Regions from separate parts of the Oryctolagus cuniculus genome. Here region 2 is linked to region 1. The links are chromatin contacts, called in public Hi-C maps. All regions are on one chromosome and are shown on one strand. Each heading gives the region's core, a stretch centred on a gene start, on an enhancer-like site or on the middle of the called end of the contact. The rest is flanking DNA. Distances are from core to core; before and after follow the strand shown. Region 1 holds the start of CRYBB2 (crystallin beta B2). Region 2 holds the start of MYO18B (myosin XVIIIB).

Region 1 (5,988 bases), core at 1,478-3,977:
GACGCTTGAGATTCCCACGTTACCTAATTCCTTCCACCTGCACTGCCCCACACGGCAGCCGCGAGTCACGAAGGACTACCGGGTGCGTGATGTGCAGTTTGCTCAAGTTCAGGAGTGCTAGCAATATAAAATGCACAACAAAATCGAATAAAGGAAGAATAATTCTCATAGTATCTACACAGTAAAATGCTCATTTTGAGACTTTAGATTTAACAACATATAATAGGAAAATGGACACCCCTGTCTTATTTTTACCTTTCCGAAGGTAGCTACCAGAAGGTGTGAAATTACACACGTGGCCCACGTGATGCTGTTGTCGATGGTCTCTCCTTTCCACCTGGCCTCCACACAGTCCTTCAGACTCACCAGCTCACTCCCACCCCAGGGCCTTTGCACCTGCTGTTGCCTCCGCCAGCATGCTCCCCCTGACCTCCACCCACAGTGCTCTCACAGCTGCTCCTGCCCCGATCCAGGTCTCTGCTCAGGCGTCACCTCCTCCCTGAGGCCTCCCCTGACCACCTGATTCTCCCGACTCTCAGGAGCCTGTCTTGCCACAACACTTTTCCTCGCTGCCCCGCTCACTACCTGGAGTCAGGTGCACCTTCCCTCGTTTGTTGTCTGTCCTCTGGGGAGTGGGCCCTGCAGGCACAGAGTGAGCAGGGGTGGGGCTGCATCAGCCTCGGTTTCCCCAGACAAACGGGCCACTCTGGCTGGAGTCGGTGCCCAGGACTCCTGGAGCTGAGGTCCGGCCGCGCAGCCAGCGGGCGGACGGCTGTCACTAGAAGTTTGGAGACGGTTTGCAGATGAGAAGCTACTGGCCTGGGGACAAGATCCCGCCCCCCTGCAGGAGGCAGGCAGGGGGAGACAGCAGAGACCCTTGGTGGGCGTCAGGTGCACTCACGCCACGGACCGGGGCTTAGGCTGCATCTCGTTTCGTGGCCTCTTCGTGGCATTTTCTGCACAGTGATTCCGACTCTCCCCATTTTACAGAGAAGGGAACTGAGGCTCAGAGAGATCAAGAGACTGGCCCGGATGACACAGCAGGTGCAGCGCTGGGAGCCACGCCCCACCTTGGGGAGCCCGTGGGCAACAGGGCGTGCAGCGGCCGGTATGGCAGAGAAACCCAGGTCTCCGAAGCCCCGAAGGAACTCCAGAACCAGCTGGGGAGACTGAGTCACACAGAAGGGGAGAAGTGAAGACAGGGCACCCAGCAGGAAGGTGGCAGAAGGGAAACCAAGTCAGGGCGAGGGGCACGGCTTGCCCCGCCCCCCCCCCCATGTACTCACCTTGGGGTTGAGGGGCTGCGGCTTGCCCGCCTGGGTCTGGTGGTCTGAGGCCATGGTGGACTGTCCTGTTCAGGAAGGACCTGGAAGACACAGGAAGCGGCAGTGAGGTCACCGTTACATCCTGGGCTTTTCTGCCCCTGGGGGGCCTCAGGGTCACCCCCACTGGTCCTGTTCCTGGTCCCCTGGCTTCAGGCCAGCCAGACGCTGAGGGGCCAGAGAGCCACCTCCTGAGCGTCCATCCTCGGCGGCACCTGTCGGTGTCGAGGCCAGCTGCAGGGACAGGAAGTGGGGTCCCCAGTGTGCCCCGTCTGTCAGCTCAAGCAGGGGTCACAAGGCAGGACCAGGCTTGTGTCCCAGAACCGACATTTCTTCATGAAAAGCAAACCACGTCGGGTGAACAGAACCCATGTTCTGGCCGTGTCCGGCCGTGTCCCAGGCACCAATCTGGGGACTCAAATGCTTCCCTCTGCCTCCTCCCCCTTGTCCCCTACCCACCCCAGCCCAGAATTCTCCCTGCTACCCTCGTTCTTCCTGCCCTCCCCCAACCCGAGAGCCCATTAGTGACAGAACGCATGGTAGAAGAAGGCGAAAAGATGGTGGAGTGCCGAGATTCCAGGCACCACGGCGGGCCATGGGACAGAGCGGGCTCAGCCCCCTCCTGGAACCCTGTGTGGTCATCATTGCTGTTCTCAGACCAAAGAAGGTGGCGCTCAGTTGGTCCCTCACAGGGCACCATCCCTGCCACGGGCCAGCATGGAGGCCCCCGGCAGGTCTCCCCTCATACTCTGCCTCAGTGTTCTGTCCTGTGAAATGGGGCCAGTAGCATCTGTGGTGGGGGGTTGCGAGGATTCAATACCTGATGCTTCCCAAAACCACCACGCACTGCAGCTGCTGGCAGCCAGGTGGCGCTCTTGGGGTCATTCCCACGGAGCTTTGGTGGTAGAGAAATCACCTGTGGCTCAGAGCTCCGGGAGAGAGCTTCTGCCTGGGGCTGGCCACACCTGGAGGTGCCTGCTACTGTCTGTGGCCGTGCAGGGAGCTGACTCACCAGCCTAGAACCCACCACCGAGGCTGAGCACCGTCCTCGCCGGCTGCTGGCAAAACTGGGATGCTGAGGATCTGCCTAAAATTAACACAGAGCACCGCCCAGGAACCCCCTCTGCACGAGGCCCTGAGCTGGCCACGTCGCCCACCTTACCTCTAGTCCCCACAAGCAGGGACGTTTAACGAGCCCTCTCCCCATTGCACAGAAAAGGAAAACTGAGATTGAGCACGCTGGAGTTTCTGCCCAAGGTCACCTTGTCAGGAAATGGCGGCACCTGGACTCGAACCCAGGACCCCCATGCTTTGCAACAGAGGCCGAGGATGAGAAAGAGAGAGTGAGAGAGCAAAGGCAGGACGAGAAGGAGAGGCCTCCTTACCAGCGACACCAGCCCCTGCGAGTGCCCGTGAAGCCCAGCGGCCTGGAGGTGGCATTTATACCTTCCCCAGGAGCGGCCGTGCCAAGACGGGTGACCGCTGCGTCCCCGTGGAACGCGGGCGAGAATGCTGGACTAAGCCCGCACCAAAGGCCCGGTCAGCAAATGCCTGCAGACATTGTGTCTCTGCACAATAATGTCATTAGCTTTCAGATCCGGCCGCGCCGGGCTGGTCAGGCGGCTGGGCAAGGAGAGCCCGCTTTGCACGCTCAGCCATCCGGCTGCCAGCGCCGGGTTCACGGGGGCGGTCAGCCAGGCCCCGGGGCGCGGCCCACAGGGGTGATCTCAGTGGCTCCAGGAACAACCGAGCACAGGAGGCTGGCTCGACGGACAGCGTCCCTCGCCCAGCCAGCCGATCACTCCGTCAACAAATCTCTGTAGGGTGCCCACGCGGTGCGGAGTTCTGTGCTAGGGGTAGGGGTAGGGGTCAGGCATGGGGAACCTCGCCCAGCCCAGGTCGCCCAGGAAAGCTCCAGGGAGAAGGGGAGGCATCAGGTGCAGGGTACGGGTCGGGAGGGTTTGGGGCACAAAGGGTCACCATGCAACAGGACGCGAGACGGGGCACGGCCCAGGAAGCCAGCAGAGGAGCATGAACTTGACCTTCAAGGCCCCTGGCTGCCCCACATCCGATGTCCTGAGTGGGTCCCTTAGGTCTAGAAAGACCTCTCTGATCCCTACCGCCGACCCCTTCTCTGCCTGTGGCCCCTTAGCTTTGACTGAAGTCCCTCCAGGGCACAGTTCGTCCTTGCAGCCCAGGTTATCACTTGACCTTGAACTGCTGCTCAGGTCAGACAGGGAAGAGGGCATAGCCCTGGAGCTGAGAAATTGGGTCAAAGCAGGGACTAGCAGCTGTCCACCACCTTCCCTTCCCTAACACACACACACACACACACTTGTGATGCATCTGGTGTGTCTGGGAGAGGACCCCGCCCTTTGCCTCTTACAGTTTCTGGGATTTCCTAAGACCCCGGGGTGCTCCCTGTCTCGGGGATGCAGTACTGCTCTCTCGCCCGCTCCTCCCCTCCACGGGGAGTCTTCACACCTCCGCCCACTGTGCATGCCTGTTCCCATGCCTCAGTTTCCCAGTCACGTGGGATCAGGGTCTACGCCAATGACCTCATCTGAATTCAATCCCCTCTGTGGGGCCGGCACTGTGGTGTAACAGATAAAGCCACTGCCTGCAGTGCCGGCATCCCATATGGGCATTGGTTCAAGTCCTGGCTGCTCTACTTCCGATCCAGCTCTCTGCTATGGCCTGGGAAAGCAGTGGAAGATGGCCCAAGTGCTTGGGCCCCTGCACCCATGTGGGAGACCTGGAAGAAGCTCCTGGCTCATGGCTTCGGATTGGCACAGCCCTGGCCATTGCGGCCATCTGGGGAGTGAACCAGCAGATAGAAGACTTTCTCTCTCTCTCTGCCTCTCTGAAACTCTGCCTTTCAATACACAAATAAATTTTAAATAAATAATTTTTTTCTTTGACAGGCAGAGTGGACAGTGAGAGAGAGAGAAAGGTCTTCCTTTGCCGTTGGTTCACCCCTCAATGGCCGCTGCAGCCGGCACACCGCGCTGATCCGATGGCAGGAGCCAGGAGCCAGGTGCTTCTCCTGGTCTCCCATGGGGTGCAGGGCCCAAGCACTTGGGCCATCCTCCACTGCACTCCTGGGCCACAGCAGAGAGCTGGCCTGGAAGAGGGGCAACCGGGACAGAATCCAGCGTCCCGACCGGGACTAGAACCTGGTGTGCTGGCGCCGCAGGTGGAGGATTAGCCTAGTGAGCTGCGGCGCCGGCCAATAAATAATTTAAAAAAAAATCTCCTCTGGAAAGACCCTGATCTCCCATGTGGCTCCTGTGCTGCTTTCCCAGGTGCGTCATCAGGGGGTGGATCAGAAACAGAGCAGCGACTGGTGCCGCGGCTCACTAGGCTAATCCTCTGCCTGCGGCGCCGGCACACCGGGTTCTAGTCCCAGTCAGGGCACCGGATTCTGTCCTGGTTGCCCCTCTTCCAGGCCAGCTCTCTGCTGTGGCCAGGGAGTGCAGTGGAGGATGGCCCAAGCGCTTGGGCCCTGCACCCCATGGGAGACCAGAAGCACCTGGCTCCTGCCATCGGATCAGCGCAGTGTGCCGGCTGCAGCGGCCATTGGAGGGTGAACCAACGGTAAAGGAAGACCTTTCTCTCTGTCTCTCTCTCTCACTGTCCACTCTGCCTGTCAAAGAAAAAAAAAGAAAGAAAAGAAAAAGAAACAGAGCAGCCAGGACTTGAATTAGCACAAATGGGATGTGAGTGTCACAAGTGGGGACTCAACTCTGTGCCACCACGCCAGCCCCATAACCATCTCTGTTTTCTTAAAGTTTATTTATTTATTTGAAAAGCAGAGTTAGAGAGAGAGAGAGGGAGAGAGAGAGAGAAGTCTTCCTTCCGCTGGTTCACTCCCCAAATGGCAGCAATAGCCAGAGCTGGGCCAGTCCGAAGCCAGGAGCCTGGAGCTTCCTCTGGGTCTCCCACACAGGTGCAGGGGCCCAAGAACTTGGGCCATCTTTTACTGCTTTCTCAGGCCATAGCAGAGAGCTGGATCAGAAGTGGAGCAGCTGGGACTTGAACTGGTGCCCATATGGGATGCCGGCACTGCAGGTGGCGGCTTTACCCGCTATGCCACAGCGCCGGCCCCTTCACAACCACCTTTGAGGTAGGCGTTGTTTAGTATTCCCCGATACAGGTGAGGATGGTGAGGGCCAGAGATTTTAAGTAACTTTTCCAAGGTCACACAGCCAGGAAGTGGGGGGACTGGCATTCGCACTCAGCTCCCTCTGACATCAAAATAAATGCTTGTAACCTTTAAACTGTACAAACAGTCTATGGGGAAATGGAATTAAAAGATGAGGTTGATTTTCTGGGAAATTGTTTGAGCCTCTCAAAAATTCTTCCCACTGGGCTCCAGGGAGTGCAGTGAAGCCCCTGTCTCCTCCTGGCCTCAGTCTCCCCATCAGAGACGAGGTCCTTGGTCCCTGCACCTTGCACCCTCCTCCTGCAGGATGCGGGCAGGGCTCCTATTGGCTGAAAATGGCAAAGCATGCTGGGGATGAGTGGGCTTCTTTTTCTCATCCATCTCCACAGGTAGGTAAACTGAGGCTCAGGACATGCCCCCACCCCCAGTCTCACATCCAGAGACTGGTGGAGACAGGATTCGAACCCAGACCTCAGGATCTGTAGACTACAAAGCTTTCGC
Region 2 (6,335 bases), core at 867-3,366, 250 kb before region 1:
GCCTATGTAGTAGGGGCTACAGGGTCTACACCAGTGAGTACCAACTGGATACCTTCGCTGTTTAAATCGAAGCAAACCAACCGCACGTCTTAGCCAATATCTGGGTGGGAGTAAAATGACCCCCAGCAACCACGCGCCAACAGCTCTCATCCAGGCACCAGACACTTGTTGAGTCTTGCTGCAAGCCAAGATATGGAGTTGCATGGAAGACATAGCTGTGGCTCTCAAGGAATCCCCAAATAAGCCATGTGACCCCATGACTACTGGGCCATCGCATAGAGGGGACCATGAGCCCCAGAGGAAGCAGGGCAATGGGGTGGGGGAGGCTTGCTAGAGACTTGCCTGATGAGCTGGGTTTTGCAGGATGCATAGGAGCTCAACGGAAGCAAGCAGGGATGGCAGAAGCCAAAAAGCCGTCTCCCGAGGCAGACAGTAGGTGTAGAAAAGCACCCGGCTCACTCACCTCGCGCTCCGGAGAGGCCAGTGCGGCCTCCTTCCTGCGCCTGGCCTCCTTGGACTCCTTCTCAGTCTCCCGGACCAGCTGCCTGATGAAGCCCCCAGGGATGACAGAGAAGAGGGGAGGGGGCGAGGACGGCGGAGGGCTCTTGTCCTCTTCCCGGATCTGTTTTACAGAGCAAAGGACAAAGCTCGGTGAGTGGACCAGGATGGGGAGGCTGCCCTCCAGAGACCCAGCGACAGAGAGAGGAGGGGGCCAAGAAGGACAGCGTGCCTGGTCTTCAAGACCACCACAAAGCAGGTGGGATACAGCAGACCTCCAGGGGGTGCCCCAGGACAGTGGATGAAGATGGAATGGGGGCGTAGAAGGGGTGGCACTAGCCAGTGGGGCTTCAGCCCAGGTCCAGTGCCCTCGTGATGTGCGGTTGGGCCGCCAAGACCACTGGTTCCCTCCCTCAGCGCAGAGAGACCCACTTCTAGAAGGCCCTGATCTGAACGGAGCTTTTCCAGCTCCCGGAAGCGGATGGACATGGGGCACCCCCAACGCTCAAGCCGTCTCGGCTGCTGGTCAGTGTGGCGGCTCAGTCACGTGATCGCTTCCTGGGTACCAGGAACAGGAGGTGGAAGGAAGGAATTGCAGCCAGGGCGTCTAGGATTCAACCCTGTGTCTCCAGCCCACTCAAGCAACCCGGGCTATGCTGGACACTGGTGTTTACCCCCAGGAACATGGCCAGCTCAGAGCTGGCTGGAAGTTGCAGCTGAGACCCCTTTGTTGGCTGCATAGACCCTGGAGGCTGAGGCGCGGGACCGACTGTGGCTGTCTGGTGTGTTTCCTGAACCTGCATCCCTGTGACTGCTCGTGAGAAAGAAACGGCTTTATATGGAAGAGCTGCACACGGTTTAAAATAACCTCCTTATCAAGCTCCCCTGCGCATGGCTGCCGAAGGCTCCCCTGCTGCAGCCCCACTGATAATGTGGGAATCCAGAGGAGAGAGGCAAGGCCAGCAGACGAGGCCGGGGCATGGGACGAGGCTGGCCATGCAGGCACCTGCCCAGGGGCGCCTCTCCTCTCCCCTCCCCATGTGGGATGGAGACCTGCCTCATCCAGGAGAGAAAGGAGACACTGGGAGAACAACCAGTTTGCAGCTCTTGGTGGTGACAGAAGGCAGGGACCGTGGAAACCCAACCCCTGTCCCCCACATGCTCCTCTCCATTGAAAATCTCAGTGCCTATGAAGCTACCATGAGGATGATGGGAGAACTGGTCTACCCACACGTTCCTGCCATTGGCTGGGACATGGGAAAGACCAGCAGCCATGGGGGCCGTCAAGGCCATGGTCACTTGCATCCTGTTGGATTGGGAAGGCCATGGCCAACTGAGCTGGCTGGGGGAAGGTGGAGGGAGGGACAGGACATTGCCATGAGGAGGGCTGGATGTCCCCCCTCCCTGCCCAGGGCCACCCTAGCTGCGAGTTCTCTTCCTGGTGGGGTGGAGCCCGCTCCCGCACTTTCCTTCTGCTCCCACAGGGCGAGGCGCGAGGAGATGGCCATGCTGGGGCCAGAGCTGATGAGCCGAGACGCCGCTCTCTGCCAGCCCGCACGGAACACGGCTGCACGGGCGCACGTGGCACCAGAGGTGCGTGGACACGGGACTGACACACAGAGACAGCAGGGAGAGAAGAGAGACACAGGTCAGTTCCCAGGCATGACCCTGCTGCCACCCCATCTCCATGCCCACCGGAAACCACAAGCAGATCGGGGAGCGGGCGCGGCCAGGTGCAGACCCTGCCGTCGACAAGGGGGCTGCTGACTGCGGGGTGGGCAGTGCCCTGAGGTCTTTTCCTCTTGGCCCTTTCGCTGTTGGGGTAAAACCACAATCAGAAAACCACACAATCCCAAGAGTGTAGCTCAGCAGTTCTCATGAGACCAGACCCGTATAAGTTATATTCAGCACAGTTCTTTTTTTTTTTTTTTTTTGACAGGTAGAGTTATAGACAGTGAGAGAGAGACAGAGAAAAAGGTCTTCCTTCCATTAGTTCACCCCCCAAATGGCCACCACGGTTGGAGCTATGCCGATCTGAAGCCAGGAGCCAGGTGCTTCTTCCTGGTCTCCCATACGGGTACAGGGCCCAAGCACTTGGGCCATCCTCCACTGCCTTCCCGGGCCACAGCAGAGAGCTGGACTGGAAGAGGAGCAACCAGGACAGAATCTGGTGCCCCGACCAGGACTAGAACCCGGGGTGCTGGCTCCACAGGCAGAGGATTAACCTAGTGAGCCACGGCACCAGCCAACCAACATTGTTAAATAATGATTTTATTGATAAGAAGTTCAAGAACACACAAATCTAATCTATGGTAACAGAGGTCAGAGAGTCTGCTTTTTTTAAAAAAAGAAACTTAACAGGGCCAGCGCTGTGAAGTAGCAGGTAAAGCCGCCACCTGCAGTGCAGGCTTCCTATATGGGTGCCGGTTCGAGTCCCGGCTGCTCCACTTCCAATCCATCTCCTTGCTAATGCACCTAGGAAAGCAGTAGAAGATGGCCCAAGTCCTTGGGTCTGTGCACCCGCGTGGGAGACCTGAACAGAGCTTCTGGCTCTTGGCTTCAGCCTGGCCCAGCCCTGGCCATTGCAACCATTTGGGGAATGAACCAGTGGATGGAAGATACCCCCCTTCTACTCTGCCAAATGACTAAATAAAGTCAATAAGTCTTTTATTTTGCTTTTTAAAAGAAAACACAAAGAGCTTGAATGCCATCAGCCCGGAGGACGTCCACGTGTCTCCCCCTGGTGAGGAGTCTCACTTCGGACACCGCAGAGTAGTGAGTTTGTTTTGTAAGGGAGCAGCCAGCTCCACAGTGACTCCAAACAAGGGCCATTGGTCCCGACACGCTAGGGACCAAGTTCCTCGTCAGATCAAGGCCCTCACAGGTGCTCATAACCTCTGACCTTGGCCGTCCACTTCTGGCAAGCACGTTAGAGGAAGTAACCCTGAACCCGAATGTTCCATCACCATGTTGCTGCTCCATTGAAAAAACACACAGGGGCATCCATACCCAGACAGCGTCAAATACACGCCAGCACACCCAGCCCGAGTCCTGTTGCACACCCGTGGAGAGGGCTGTTTAGAAAATGCTGTTTATGAACAGCTGCATGGGATTTGGGTGGCCTACGGCTCACCTGTTGTGCGTGCACAATTCAATTATGTTGACTACGTTTACAGAGCTGTGTGACTGTACAACTTGGAGGGGCTGGCGCTGTGGCACAGCAGGTAAAGCCACCGCCTGCAGTGCCGGCATCCCATATGAGCGCCAGTTTGAGTCCTGGCTACTCCACTTCCAATCCAGCTTTCTGCAGTGGCCTGGGAAAGCAGAAGATGGCCCAAGTCCTTGTGCCCCTGCACCCGCATGCGAGACCTGGAAGAAGCTCCTGGCTCCTGGTTTTGGATCAGCACAGCTCCGGCCGTTGTGGCCAGTTGTGGAGTGAACCAGCAGATGGAAGACCTCTTTCTCTCTATGCCTCTCCTTCTCTCTGTGTGTAACTCTGACCTTCAAATAAATAAATCTTTTTAAAGACTTGGATGGAATTCCTGGCTCCTGGCTTTGGCTTGGCCCAGTCCAAGTGAAGTGAACCAGAAGATGGAAGATCTCTGTGTGTATGCGTCTGTGTGTGTGACTGCCTTTCAAATAAATAAATCTTTTTGCATTAATTTATTTATTTATTGGAGACAGAGAGAGATCCCATATGCTGGTTGACTTCCCAAATGCCCACAATAACCTGAGCTGGGCCAGGCCAAAGCCAGGAGCCAGGAACTCAATCCAGGTCTCACATGAAGGTTGGTTGCAGAAGTCCAAGAACCCGATCCCTCATCTGCTGTCTCCCAGGGTGCGCATTAGCAGGAAGCACAATGGAGAGTGGGGCCAGGACTTGAACCCAGGCCCTCTGATATGGGATGCAGGCGTCCCAGCCAATACTTTAACCACTGCCCAGAAGCCTCACCCTATGTTTGATTTTTAAGCAAACTGCCAAATGTTTTTTCCAAAGCAGTTGCACCATTTTCCATCGCCTTGCTGCCACCAGGAGCATACAAGGTTGTTTATGACCCATTTTCGGTCACATTGGAAGGAGCTCCTCTTAGGGGGCCCCCTGTACCCATGTGGGAGACCCCACATCCCCACTGATGAGTCGCAAGGAGGACAATCTAAGATCCCAAAACCCAAGAAGGGACGCTCCTCTGATGGGGGTCCCGTGCCCAAGGGGAGATCCCAGAAACCCGTCCAGGTGCCAACAGCCAAGTCTTTGTCTTAAAGACACAGCGTCCCACTGCATGGGTGCTGTAGCTTGCGAAGGCACCAGCGCTGGACAATGGCCTGGGGTCAGTTCTCCAGGGAGAAGAACTGGGGGCAAGGAGCGGATAAAAAATGCCCCTCCCTGCCCGTCCCCTCAGCCAGGCATTGGTGTGACTCACTGACTACACCACTAAGGAGTTATGAATAGGTCTGATGTGAGGCTGCAGCCGGCCACGGTCATGGCTGCGTCCCAGGAACCACCCTCAGCTCTGTGGCTCCAGGGGAATCCTGGCTGTGAGTCTGGGCTGTCCTCAGCCCCCGGGAGCTTCCAGCCTGCCCCAGAGGGCCCGAGCTTTCCCAAGGGCAAACGTGAGGGAGCTCCCTCTGGGGCTCCAGTGCCCCTTAAAGGCTCCAGGCCAGCCCCACTGACCCGGGGCCAGGAGCCAATCTAACCAACAGGCTTTGTTGAGCCTTAATTTAAGCGAGTATTCTTATCGCCACATTCCCTTCCAGGCCTGGAGCCGCACACCTGCTGCATCAGCTGTTGTCTCGAGCCCGTGAGGAGGCCTACGACACTCCGAGTGTGTGGCACAAATTCTCAGAGCTCCCCGAGGGCTCAGCGAGACTGGCAGAAGGCAGGCCACGGCCAAAAGCCCGAGATGGCTTGCAACAGTTTTCCATCTACCCAAGCAAGATCTGAGTGTCCCCATGAAGCATCACTCCTCACTCCTCCATGTCCAGCCCCAGCACGGCAGGCAGTCCAGCAATGCCTTCACTGTCTCGGGGAATAAATGCCCAGGTCTCTACAGTAACCTGCCCTAGGGACTCTCCCCTTCCGTCCTCCGTGTCAGGTATACAGGCCTCCTGGTTGCACCTGTCCAAGCAATTCCCACCACAGGGCCTTTGCATGGCTGCTCCCTCTGCCTCAAAAGCATTTTCCCACTGTGTGGTCCACACGTTGCTTGGAGTCATTTTTCCAATGAGCCTATTTAAATCACAGCATAGATCACTACCCTTCCCCCACCCCAGGTCCAGATCATGGCCTCTGTGAGGCCAGAATTCTCGACCGTTCCAATCACTTCTATGGCCCAGTTTCTAGAATAGTGCCTGGCACATGTTTGGTGCTCAATAAATTTGGTGCATTTGTTGAACGAGTGAGAGAGTGGCTTAGAAGAGACAGAGCAGAAAGTCTGGGCAGGGCTTTTGGATGTCCTCTGCGCTGTCCTCATCCTGTGGGGCCCCAGAAACTCCGTGAGCCTCAGTTTTCATTGCTGTGAAATGGGCAGACACCCACAAGCTGCAGCAGGTGCTCGGTCACTGCTAACGGCTGCCAATCATGCTTTCGGTTTCACTTGACTGTGGTCAAGGCCAGCCTGGAGGCCCCAGGACCCAGCGCATGGCAAGTCACAGGCAATTAAGGACAACGGCTCCGTGTCATGCACTGAGACAGATCCTTATACCTCAAAGGGGTACGGAGCTATAGCTCCTGTAGGAGCTGGAATCCAATGGTAGTGAAACTGCTGTCCACGTTCCGTTCCCACGTCCGTGGTCGGCATCTTCCCCAGACAGCAGAAAGTGAGCCAGAGAGGTAGAGT

What was found. Hi-C and Micro-C count contacts between places; a contact is called where the count stands out from the background.
Region 2: a contact with region 1 is called in a Hi-C map of an unstated tissue, with 4 times the contacts expected there. The contact joins the promoter of MYO18B here to the promoter of CRYBB2 in region 1. A contact is called at or near these places in 5 of 6 Hi-C or Micro-C datasets (ear pinna, embryonic fibroblasts, liver and 2 more).

The regions. Positions count from the first base shown.
Region 1 is chr21:19,362,995-19,368,982 of mOryCun1.1, reverse strand. It overlaps CRYBB2 (crystallin beta B2), which reads right to left and starts at 2,727. Exons shown (of 6, transcript NM_001089317.1): 1 at 2,708-2,727; 2 at 1,287-1,366. The coding sequence starts at 1,340.
Region 2 is chr21:19,616,145-19,622,479 of mOryCun1.1, reverse strand. MYO18B (myosin XVIIIB) reads right to left here and starts at 2,116. Exons shown (of 43, transcript XM_070066045.1): 1 at 1,970-2,116; 2 at 464-624. The coding sequence starts at 2,006.